Regions from separate parts of the Oryctolagus cuniculus genome. Here region 1 is linked to region 2. The links are chromatin contacts, called in public Micro-C maps. All regions are on one chromosome and are shown on one strand. The core of a region is the stretch at or near the end of the contact, and the rest is flanking DNA. Distances in the headings are between cores, read along the strand shown.

Region 1 (4,376 bases), core at 1,138-3,637, 180 kb before region 2:
TAAACTTATCTTTCAATTCCATTTTCCCACGAACTTTGTGGAATCCTCTGGTACCGTTAAAACACATCAGAGGCTTCCTATGAGACTGCAAGGAAATGCCAACGTCTTTCCAAGGTCCTGCAATGCCCTCCAAAACCTCCCACACCATCCACAGGCAAGGTCTGAACCCAGCCCAACTTCCCTCCTCGCTCTGTGCAGCCTGGCCACCCTACCCACCTTTGCGTTCTTCCACCAGGCGTGACAAACCTCTCTCTCTCTGTACTTGTTTTTCCTTCTTCCTGGAAGGTTCTTACTGCACACTGTTCCAAAGTGTGTTTCCTTATCTCTTTCAGGGTTCTGCCCAAACAGCTCTTCCAAGAAAGGCCTTCCTTTACTAGCTGGTATAAGACTACAAGCCATCCCTTTTCACCATCCTAGCGCTCGTCTCTCTTCTGCTTGCTCTTCTTTAAAGCACTCGTCACTTTTCAGCGTGGTAGTTAATGTACTTATGTACTTTTTGCTGGTTTATTACCTTCCATGATAATTTAAACTCCAGAAGTGTAGTGATTTGTGTTTTATTTATTTTGTCTGATTGCTCACTGTGGTACACCTAGAATGTAAAAAGGCATGAGGTACGATCGTTAACCTGTCAGCTCTCTTCTACAGACTTAACAGTGACTCCTCCTAGGCAGGGGTGGGGGAACATCAGCCCAGGGCCGCAAAATCATTTGGCCTGGTTCTGCCAAAGCAACCGCAGGTGGGACTCAACATTCAATACACCTACGGCAGGCTAACTTTTAAGTTGATCATTTTGTATGGCCCGTGAATGCTGCTAGAAATATCCCATGGCCCTTGGCAGAAAAAAAGTTCCGCACCCCAGTATAGGAATAACATAGATACACTAGTAAGAAAGAACACGAGAGTTTTCTGCATGAACAGTCCGAAGTATGAGGGTACTTCAAAAAGATCGTAGAAAAATGGAATTAAAAGTTTATTTTGGTATACAAAATACTGTTTTTCGTGAAGTAATATATAACTGTTACAACAGAGACCTTTACCTGAGTCACAATCTTCTCTAATTCCCCCAAAACCTGCTCTATAATTAACGATAACTACTCTACCAAAGAAAATCAAGAGGTCCCACAGATAGGTTCAGACAACCTAACCACATGAGTTTAGAAAAACTGTCGGTGTCTCTTTGGAGGTTACCTGGTCTTCAGTCAAGAGGAGGACGATTTTTACCAGAAAATGGCTTTTTTATTTAAGTACGTTTTTTTATTTAAGTACGTTTCACTAGAAGTTGAAACCTGCTGAAACAAACTATTTCTATCATTCTTGCTTTGACCGTGTATCTAAAGCTAACCCTTTTAAAAGAAAAATCAACTCTCAACCACTTTATGAGTACGTACGTCTTCCATTCACCTCTGGTCAATTATGTTATACGGGCATCCGGTGACCCATTAGAAAGGCTCAGCAAAATAAATCACAGCTTTAAACTATAAGACGCCTAACTGCTTCGTAACAAACAATGACACCGCTCTTGAGTTGTGAAGGCCGTGAATTAAGCTCAAAGTTAACAAACCCGCACCCTAAGAGGCATACGACCAACAGCAGTCGCTGCTAGCCAACTCCCGACGCGGCGATGGGATTCTATTGATTTCACCTGGGGCGAGGCGGGACGGCTCCCCTGGCTCCCGTGCAGCTTTAACGCAGCCGATGCAGCCCGCGATTCTGTGCTGAGCCGCGTGGGCACTGCACGACGGAAAAGGCCACAATCTCTAGGGGCCACTACGGAGGGGCTGAGGCCGTCAGACCCCCGCGCCGGGACAGGTACGACTCTCCCCTCCTCCGCCCCGAGTGTGTGTGTGTGTAAACGCTAGCACGAAAACTACAGTGCCCCACAGTCAGCTCCAAACTCTCCCGGACAGACAAGGGCGGGCGGCAGGTGGCAGGCAGCCTCGCTCCCCGCCTTTGTTGACTGTCGCCGCGCCCCCCGCCCCTCCCCAACCTTCCCTGGCTCGGGAGCGGGCACTCCGAGGCGACAGCTCGGGGCGCCGGGCCGTGGGGGCGGCGGAGGGCTGCGCTGGGGCTTCCGGCCCGCTCGGGAGGCTGGCTGGGCCGGACCGGTTGGGTCCGGACCGGGCGCGGAAGGGAGTAGTGGGTGCGCGCGGGACGGCGAGCGCGGCGTCGCGACCTCACCTTGGACACCATTTTCTTGAGCTGGCTCTCCGACACCGCCATGACGGCCACTGCGCGACTCCCGTCCCTGCAGGCAGAGGGTCAGCCGCTCCGGGGCTGCCCCAGGTTGCCCCAGACAATCGCAAACCGAGCGGCCAGCCCCCTACCCGCGCCTCTAATAACAGGAAGTCAGCACCACCAGGCACTTCCGCTTCCCTCACGTCACTTCCGAGGCCGCCGTCCTGCGGAGAAGGGTGGCCGCGGTCCTGCGGAGGGTGAACGCCCTGCGGACTCGCGGCCCCTGGGCCGGCGGCTTCCGACCAGCCGACCCACAGCGTCCTAGAGCCGGATCCCAGAGATGAGAGCCAGCCTGTTCCGAGGGTGGAATCTGGGGCCGGGATGAGAGTGGTGGGTATTTCACAGTCGCCCTTAGACTTAAGGAAACAGGTGCAGGGCGGACAAGAGGCACCAGCGGCATGCGAATGAGCCCTAACGACTGACTCATCAAGTGGAACTTGCCCCGGTGATTGTAGTAAATAAGCGCACTACGAGCTCGGGCTTACATTTTCTCCAACTCTGAGAGGTTTGCATTAGGTGATGCCCGCGGTTTCTCTGATTATCAGGCGACTCCCCTCTCCCACCCTAAAGTCCTTCATACTGCACCCACAAAGGCAAAGTGTAGCGTTGTTCTTTCTCAGGAACAAAGCGATTTCTTCTGCAGGACACTTTCCTCCCCAGACATAAACGATAACGTAGCTACCTTGCGTGTGTTTTGTACTACTAGCCTGTCCACCGAGACCTTGAGGGCGGGATTATCTTCAGATCCTCGTCGCCTTGTACAGTGCAAGAGCAGGTATTCGATCTTAACTGCTACTTCCCATAAAACTTCATCATAGTGACTCGTATTATTACCCCACACCACTGCCAGTTTTTTAAGCACACTGTCGTAGTAGATCTTGGGTTTGATGGCGTGAAGTATGATAGTTTGCACGATTTTAGTAGAGCACTAACGAGAATAAGGCTGTGGTATTGATCCCCTTGGAAGGTCCACTAAGAGAACCTGATTGAAAACACGTGGAAGCATCACCATAAACTCCTGCCAAAACACACTGTCCCAATGGATACATTTTGGAAAACTCTGTTGGTTAAGCCTACAGCTCCGGTCAAAGCAAACTATGGGTCAGTCTATCCTTCCATTGCATCTGCTGTTTTGTTACTTTAAAGGCATGATTTCAAACTGGTCTTAAAGCCACAGCTTACTCAGGAAAACCCTCAACAAGAGCAATTCCACTCTTACGAATTGGAGGAGCACCAGGGAATGTATTGTTTTTAAAAGTTTGAAAATGATGTTTGAAATGCAGAACGTCCTGAGTGCTGTATGAACTGTATGAAAAGAAATTTCTGCTTAATCTGAATAAAATTTTCTCTTAATAAATCAGGCATCATCTGGTGATTTTAAAATCAAAGTTTATTTTATTCATTATTCTTGATAGGTAAGGACACACATGTATATTGAAAAAGAAAATATATATACTCTGCTACAATATAAAAAAGCATTTTAATCCAAGCCCCATTAAAAATCATAACAAGAGGCACTGCATCATTTTAGAAAAATGAAGAAGTTAAAGTTAATAAAAGCATTATCAATGTCAAATTATCACCAAACCATAGTGAGGTGGTGGTGATGGTGATAGTACAGTTTCTTATAACATGGGACTGACAACATGATTGCTAATACTTAACACTCGAGAAATATCATAAAGAAAATTATTTCTATAGTATGACCTTATGGAGGGTAAGGAGGTAGGGACTGCTATTCATCTTTGGATATTCAGATTCTAACACAGCACCTGGAATAACAGTAAGTGTTCAGTAAGTGTATTTACATGTTCCTTTTATAATTAACAGTAAATTCTTAGTAATTCATCTGTTATACTACAATATTTTGTAGTTGGGTTACTGATCAAGAAATACTTGCATATCGGATACTAGAAAGTAGTTTTAAAAAATGCAAGTTGGGGGGCCGGTGCCGTGGCTCACTTGGTTAATCCTCCACCTGCAGCTCATGAGCTCTGGGTTCTAGTGCCAGTTGCTCCTCTTCCAGTTCAGCTCTCTGCTGTGGCCTCGGAAGGCAGTGGAGGATGGCCCAATTGCTTGGGCTCCTGCACCAGCATGGGAGACCAGGAGAAGGCACCTGGCACCTGGCTCCTGTCTCCTGG
Region 2 (4,814 bases), core at 2,249-4,748:
GGGGGAGGTGAGGGGACCCCGGCCCCTCCCAGCTCCACCATAGGGCCCAGAGACCAGACACAAGCCCCAACTGGGGGGGAGGGAGTTGGGCAGCAGCTTTGGCTTTGCTCTTGTCTTCTGCCCCTGAGGCTCCAGGAGCACCTGAGAGGGGCCCAGGGCCCCTTCCCCAGTTCATTCCTGTCTTTGGGTTCCTTATCCTAACAGCTGGCCCAGCCGCCCCTGAGCCTTGAGCCCCAAGCCCTTGGCCTCCCCTTGCTGTGCTCTGCTGCCCGCTCCCCGCTCCAGGCCCATTGCTGTCCCCAGCTTTACCCTGTCCACCCGCGGCCTCCACGGTGCCCTCCCCCGACTCCAACATCCTTCCCCCTCCTCACTGCCCTGGGGCCACAGCACTCAAATGGTCGGAGTCCAGTGCGAATCTGGACATGCTGCCCCTGTGTGCAAAGCCCTTTGCTTCCCCAAATCTGTCCCCTGAGGTCTAACCCCCATGTGCGGGTATGCATGCAGGGGTGTTAGGTTACGGGGGTGGGGGCCTCCTGAGTGGGATCAGTGCCCTCACGGGGGCCCCAGAGAGCTCCCACAGGCCTCTGTCACGGGGTGGGAGGGGATGTGACCAGGAAGCAGGCCTTCACCAAGACAGTGCTGGTGCCTTGGTCCTGCGCTCCTGGACCTCCAGGTCTGAGAAATAAACCCACTGTTTATTTGTGTTTTTTTTTTTTTTTTTTAATTTATTAAGCTGCTCAGCCTGTGGTGTTTGGTTATGGCAGCCTGGATGGAACAAGACCCCATCCATGGCTCTGGGAGTACGACCCAGTCTCCTTAGCGCTCAGTCTGGCAAACAAGACCCCGTGCAGGGCCTCCCCTTTCAGGAACAACCCCTGCCCCTGCACTCTTGCCCTTGGCCCTCCGGCATCCCTAAGGGCTGTAGATCAGGTTTCTGCAGGGCTTCCGTGTGCACGCACACACACACGTGTGTACACACATGCAGGCACACATTCCATCTTCCACGCCCGACTTTTACTCTTTTCTCACAATGCTCTCCCACTCTGTCCCTGGCCAACTGTCACCCTTCATTCAAGACCCTGCTGGGCAGGACCACTCCCAGGACGGGTGCTCTGCCTGAGCTGGCTGCCAGTACAGCGGGCCTCTGCACCCTGACCTGCTCTGGCCCAGTACTTCCCACCTGCGGGGTGCTTCGAGGGCAGAGTACGTGCTTCGGACAGCTCTGTGTTCCCAGAACCCACCCCAGACCCCAGCCCTGGGCGGATGCTTGTAACGGTTTATGGACAAAAGGAAATGACCCTCGAAACCCACGGTGCCCTGGCTCCTCCCTTACCAGCCCCCAGGAGCTGAGCAGACCCGGAAGCCCCCCCCCCACTCGTGCGTCTCTCTTGGGAATTTCTGTCCAGGAGGCCGTTGGGTCCCTCAGGTCCTTGGGACAGTTATCACAGGCCCTGCTCTGCACCTCCTGGCCCTCCCTGCCCTGAAGCCAGTCCTGCATCCCAGAGCTGCCCAGGTGCCCCTAGCACCGGAGCCGGTGTGCGTGTGTGTGTGTGGTGGGGTGTGTATGTGTTTGTGGGGTGTGTCTGTGGGATGTGGAATGTGTGGGGTGTGTGTGTGAGATGTGTGGGATGTGGTTGTGTGTGGGTGTGTGTGGTTTGTGTGGGGTGTGTGTGTGGGGTGTACGTGTGTGTGATATATGTATGTGGTATGTGTGTGTGTAGTATGTGTGTGGTATATGCGTGTTGTGTGTGTGGTGTGTATGTGGTGTGTGTGTGGGGTGTGTGTGTGGCGTGTGTGGCATGTGTGTGGTGTGTATGTGGCATGTGTGTATGTGCATGTGGTGTGTGGCGTGTGTGTGTGTGTGGGGTGTGTGTGTGAGGTGTGTGTAGTGTGTGGGGGTATATGTGTGTGTGTGTGTGTGGGGTGTGGTGTCTGGTGTGTGTGGGTGTGTGGTGTGTGTGTGGGGTGTATGTGGATGTGTGGATGTGTGGTGTGTGGGGTGTGTGTGGGGTGTATGTGGATGTGTGGATGTGTGGTGTGTGGGGTGTGTGTGGTGTGTGTGTATGTGTGTGGGGTGTGGGTGTGTGGTGTGTGTGTGGTGTGTCTGGGGTATGTGTGGCGTGTGTGTGGCACGTATGTGGTGTGTGTGGTGTATGTGTGTGTGTGTGGCGTGTGTGTGTGTGGTGGGGGTGAGTGTGGTGTGTGTGGAGTATATGTGTGTGGTGTGTGTGTGGTGTCTGGTGTGTGTGTGGTGTGTGTGGGGGTGTGTATGTGTAGGGTGTGGTGTCTGGCATGTGTGTGGCATGTGTGTGGCGCGTGTGTGGTGTGTATGTGTGTGGTGTGTGGCATGTGTGGTGTATGTGGTGTGTATGTGTGTGGCATGTGTGTGGTGTGTATGTGTGTGGTGTGTATGTGTGTGGCGTGTGGTGTGTGTGTGGCATGTGTGGGGGTGTGTGGCATGTGTGGTTTGTGTGTGTGGGGTGTGTATGTGTGTGGCGCATGTGTGTGGCGTGCACGTGTGTGTGTGTGGGGGCGTGGTGTGTGTGTATGTGTGGGTGTGTGTGTTGCATGTGTGTGTGGTGTGTGTGTGTGGTGTGTGGAGTATGTGTGTGTGGTGTGTGTGTGTGGGGGGTGTGTGTGATATGTGGCTGTGTCATGTGTTGGGTGTGTGGTGTGTGTGGCGTGTGTGTGGTGTGGTGTCTGGGGTATGTGTAGCGTGTGTGTGGCATGTATGTGGTGTGTGTGGTGTGTGTATGTGTGTGTGTGGCGTGTGTGTGGCGTGTATGTGTGTGGTGTGATGTGTGTGGCGTGTATATGTGTGTGGTGTGTGTCGCGTGTGTGGGGGGGTGGGGTGTGTGTGTGTGGGTGTGCGTGGGGTATATGTGTGGGGGTGTGTTTGTGTGTAGAGTGTGGTGTCTGTGGGGTGTGTGTGTGTTGCATGTGTGTGTGGTGTGTGTGTGTGGAGTATGTGTGTGTGGTGTGTGTGTGGGGTGTGTATGTGTGTGATGTGTGTGGCGTGTGTGTGTGTGGTGTGGTGTCTGGGGTATGTGTAGCGTGTGTGTGGCATGTATGTGGTGTGTGTGTGGCGTGTGTGTGGTGTGATATGTGTGGCGTGTATATGTGTGTGGTGTGTGTCGTGTGTGGGGTGTGTGTGTGTGTGTGTGCGTGGGGTATATGTGTGGGTGTGTGTGTGTGTGTAGAGTGTGGTGTCTGTGGGGTGTGTGTGTGTGTTGCATGTGTGTGTGGTGTGTGTGTGTGGAGTATGTGTGTGATGTGTGTGGCGTGTGTGTGTGTGGGGTGTGTGTGGGGTGTGTGTGTGTGGGGGGGCAGGCAGCCTATTGGAGTCGTCGTCCCGGGCTGGAGCGCCTTTCCCGAGGCGGGCTCCGTGCTCCGTGCTGTGTCCTCGGGCTCACAGGGTCCGCTCCCGGCGCCGCCTCGCTCCCTCCCACCTTCAGGACTGTTACGGGGAGCTCCTCCTTCCCCAACGCAGATCCCTCCACTTCGCAAACACGGAACCCACGAATCCCCCCCGATTCGAAAGGAACAGTCTCCTGTTATGCGATCCTGGAAGAGGCACCACTTCAGGGTGGGAGGATCCCTCCGCTCACTCTTCCGGGCTGTTCTGCACTGCTCATATGTTGCTGCCTTCCCTTTTCTTGCCATTTTCTGTAACCACAGCCTCTGTGCAGCGCCGCAGCAGCAGGGAGCGTCTGCCCTCTGGTGGACAGGGCCGGCACTACAGCCAGGAGCCCAGCCCAGCCCAGGTCTTGAAGGGACCGTTTCTAGGGCAGATCTCCAAGTCGTTAAGGAGCCCTCACTCATGAGGACCGTGCAGGAGGCTGCAGAAGTCCCCCCATCCACCCCTTCCCGGCCTCGGGCCAGCGGGCATTGTAAATGGCAGTTTACATAGAGAGAGTCCATCAGCAACGAATGTAGCTGAGCTCTAGGAAAAGCAGCTGAGGTTTGGTTTGGTCCTGCCTGGCCCCCAAGTCCATCTGCGCCTCCTTCGCCTCTACTTATCAGTAAATCCTGACAAAGGCCTTTGTTTCCGCTGCAGTGGACGGCTGCACCCTGTTCTCAGTGGAGTCCCCAGTGGTGCCCCTCGCTTCCATCCACCCAGCCCGGCCCCAGAGCTCACCTTGAGGGAGATGAGTCGCAGCCGGTAATCCTCAGTGTGGATGACCCTGTGCACGGTGATCTCTACGCCATCGTGCACCACCTGCTCCTCCGGCCAGTACTCGGTGCATTTCTGCAGGGGCCCAGATCAGGCTGCGACCCGCCCTCTGCCCCATCCCCTGCCACACCCCCATCCCTCCTCAATGCCCCTCCAGGGCCAGCAGGGGGCATAAAAACACAACAGGTCCCGAGCTCCACAATCTATAAGAACATGAACTCTATGGCTCGGCGTATGTATCCGGCAGTTGGAAACTGTCCTCATTCTTAAGGACTTCTATGGGGAGTCAATGAACCCGGCTGTCACGGGTACAGCCAGTGTTGGTCCTGGCCGGCTGGGAAGCAGCTGAGCATCACGGGCACCGGCGGTGGAGAGGCTGGCTCCAGGCTCCACCAGCGACCACATGGTCCAGCTCTGGCTGCTGTGAGCCCCGCCAGCCTCACAGGCCAGTCCTAGGATTCACGTGGGATCCTGATGCTTGGGACAGGACACAAAGCAGCGAGCACTTGGTCACAGCCCGGGGTCCCTACCTCGTTCATCTCCTCGATGTTGGTGATCATGACGATGATGGGCGCGTGCTCCTGCCACACCATGCGCCAGAAGTCGGCCACCGTGCTCACGATGGGGCCCTGCGTGGCGA

Evidence for each region. A called contact is a pair of places that touch in the nucleus more often than the background predicts.
Region 1: a contact with region 2 is called in a Micro-C map of ear pinna, with 5 times the contacts expected there. The contact joins the promoter of TSG101 here to the enhancer-like site in region 2. A contact is called at or near these places in 3 of 6 Hi-C or Micro-C datasets (ear pinna, psoas muscle and an unstated tissue).

What each region holds. Positions count from the first base shown.
Region 1 is chr1:47,894,799-47,899,174 of mOryCun1.1, reverse strand. It overlaps TSG101 (tumor susceptibility 101), which reads right to left and starts at 2,387. Exons shown (of 10, transcript XM_002721366.5): 1 at 2,179-2,387. The coding sequence starts at 2,220. LOC103352454 (a long non-coding RNA gene) reads left to right here and starts at 2,379. Exons shown (of 3, transcript XR_519919.4): 1 at 2,379-2,565; 2 at 2,942-3,010.
Region 2 is chr1:47,716,940-47,721,753 of mOryCun1.1, reverse strand. PTPN5 (protein tyrosine phosphatase non-receptor type 5) reads right to left here. Exons shown (of 12, transcript XM_070072575.1): 8 at 4,705-4,814; 9 at 4,139-4,249. Among named protein-coding and RNA genes, the nearest start is that of IGSF22, 6.3 kb to the left of the region's middle. Within about 2 kb of position 3,498, at least 6 of the 8 cell types and tissues checked have an H3K27ac peak or open chromatin away from gene starts, as enhancers often do. A contact at or near this core is called in ear pinna, where this site is marked.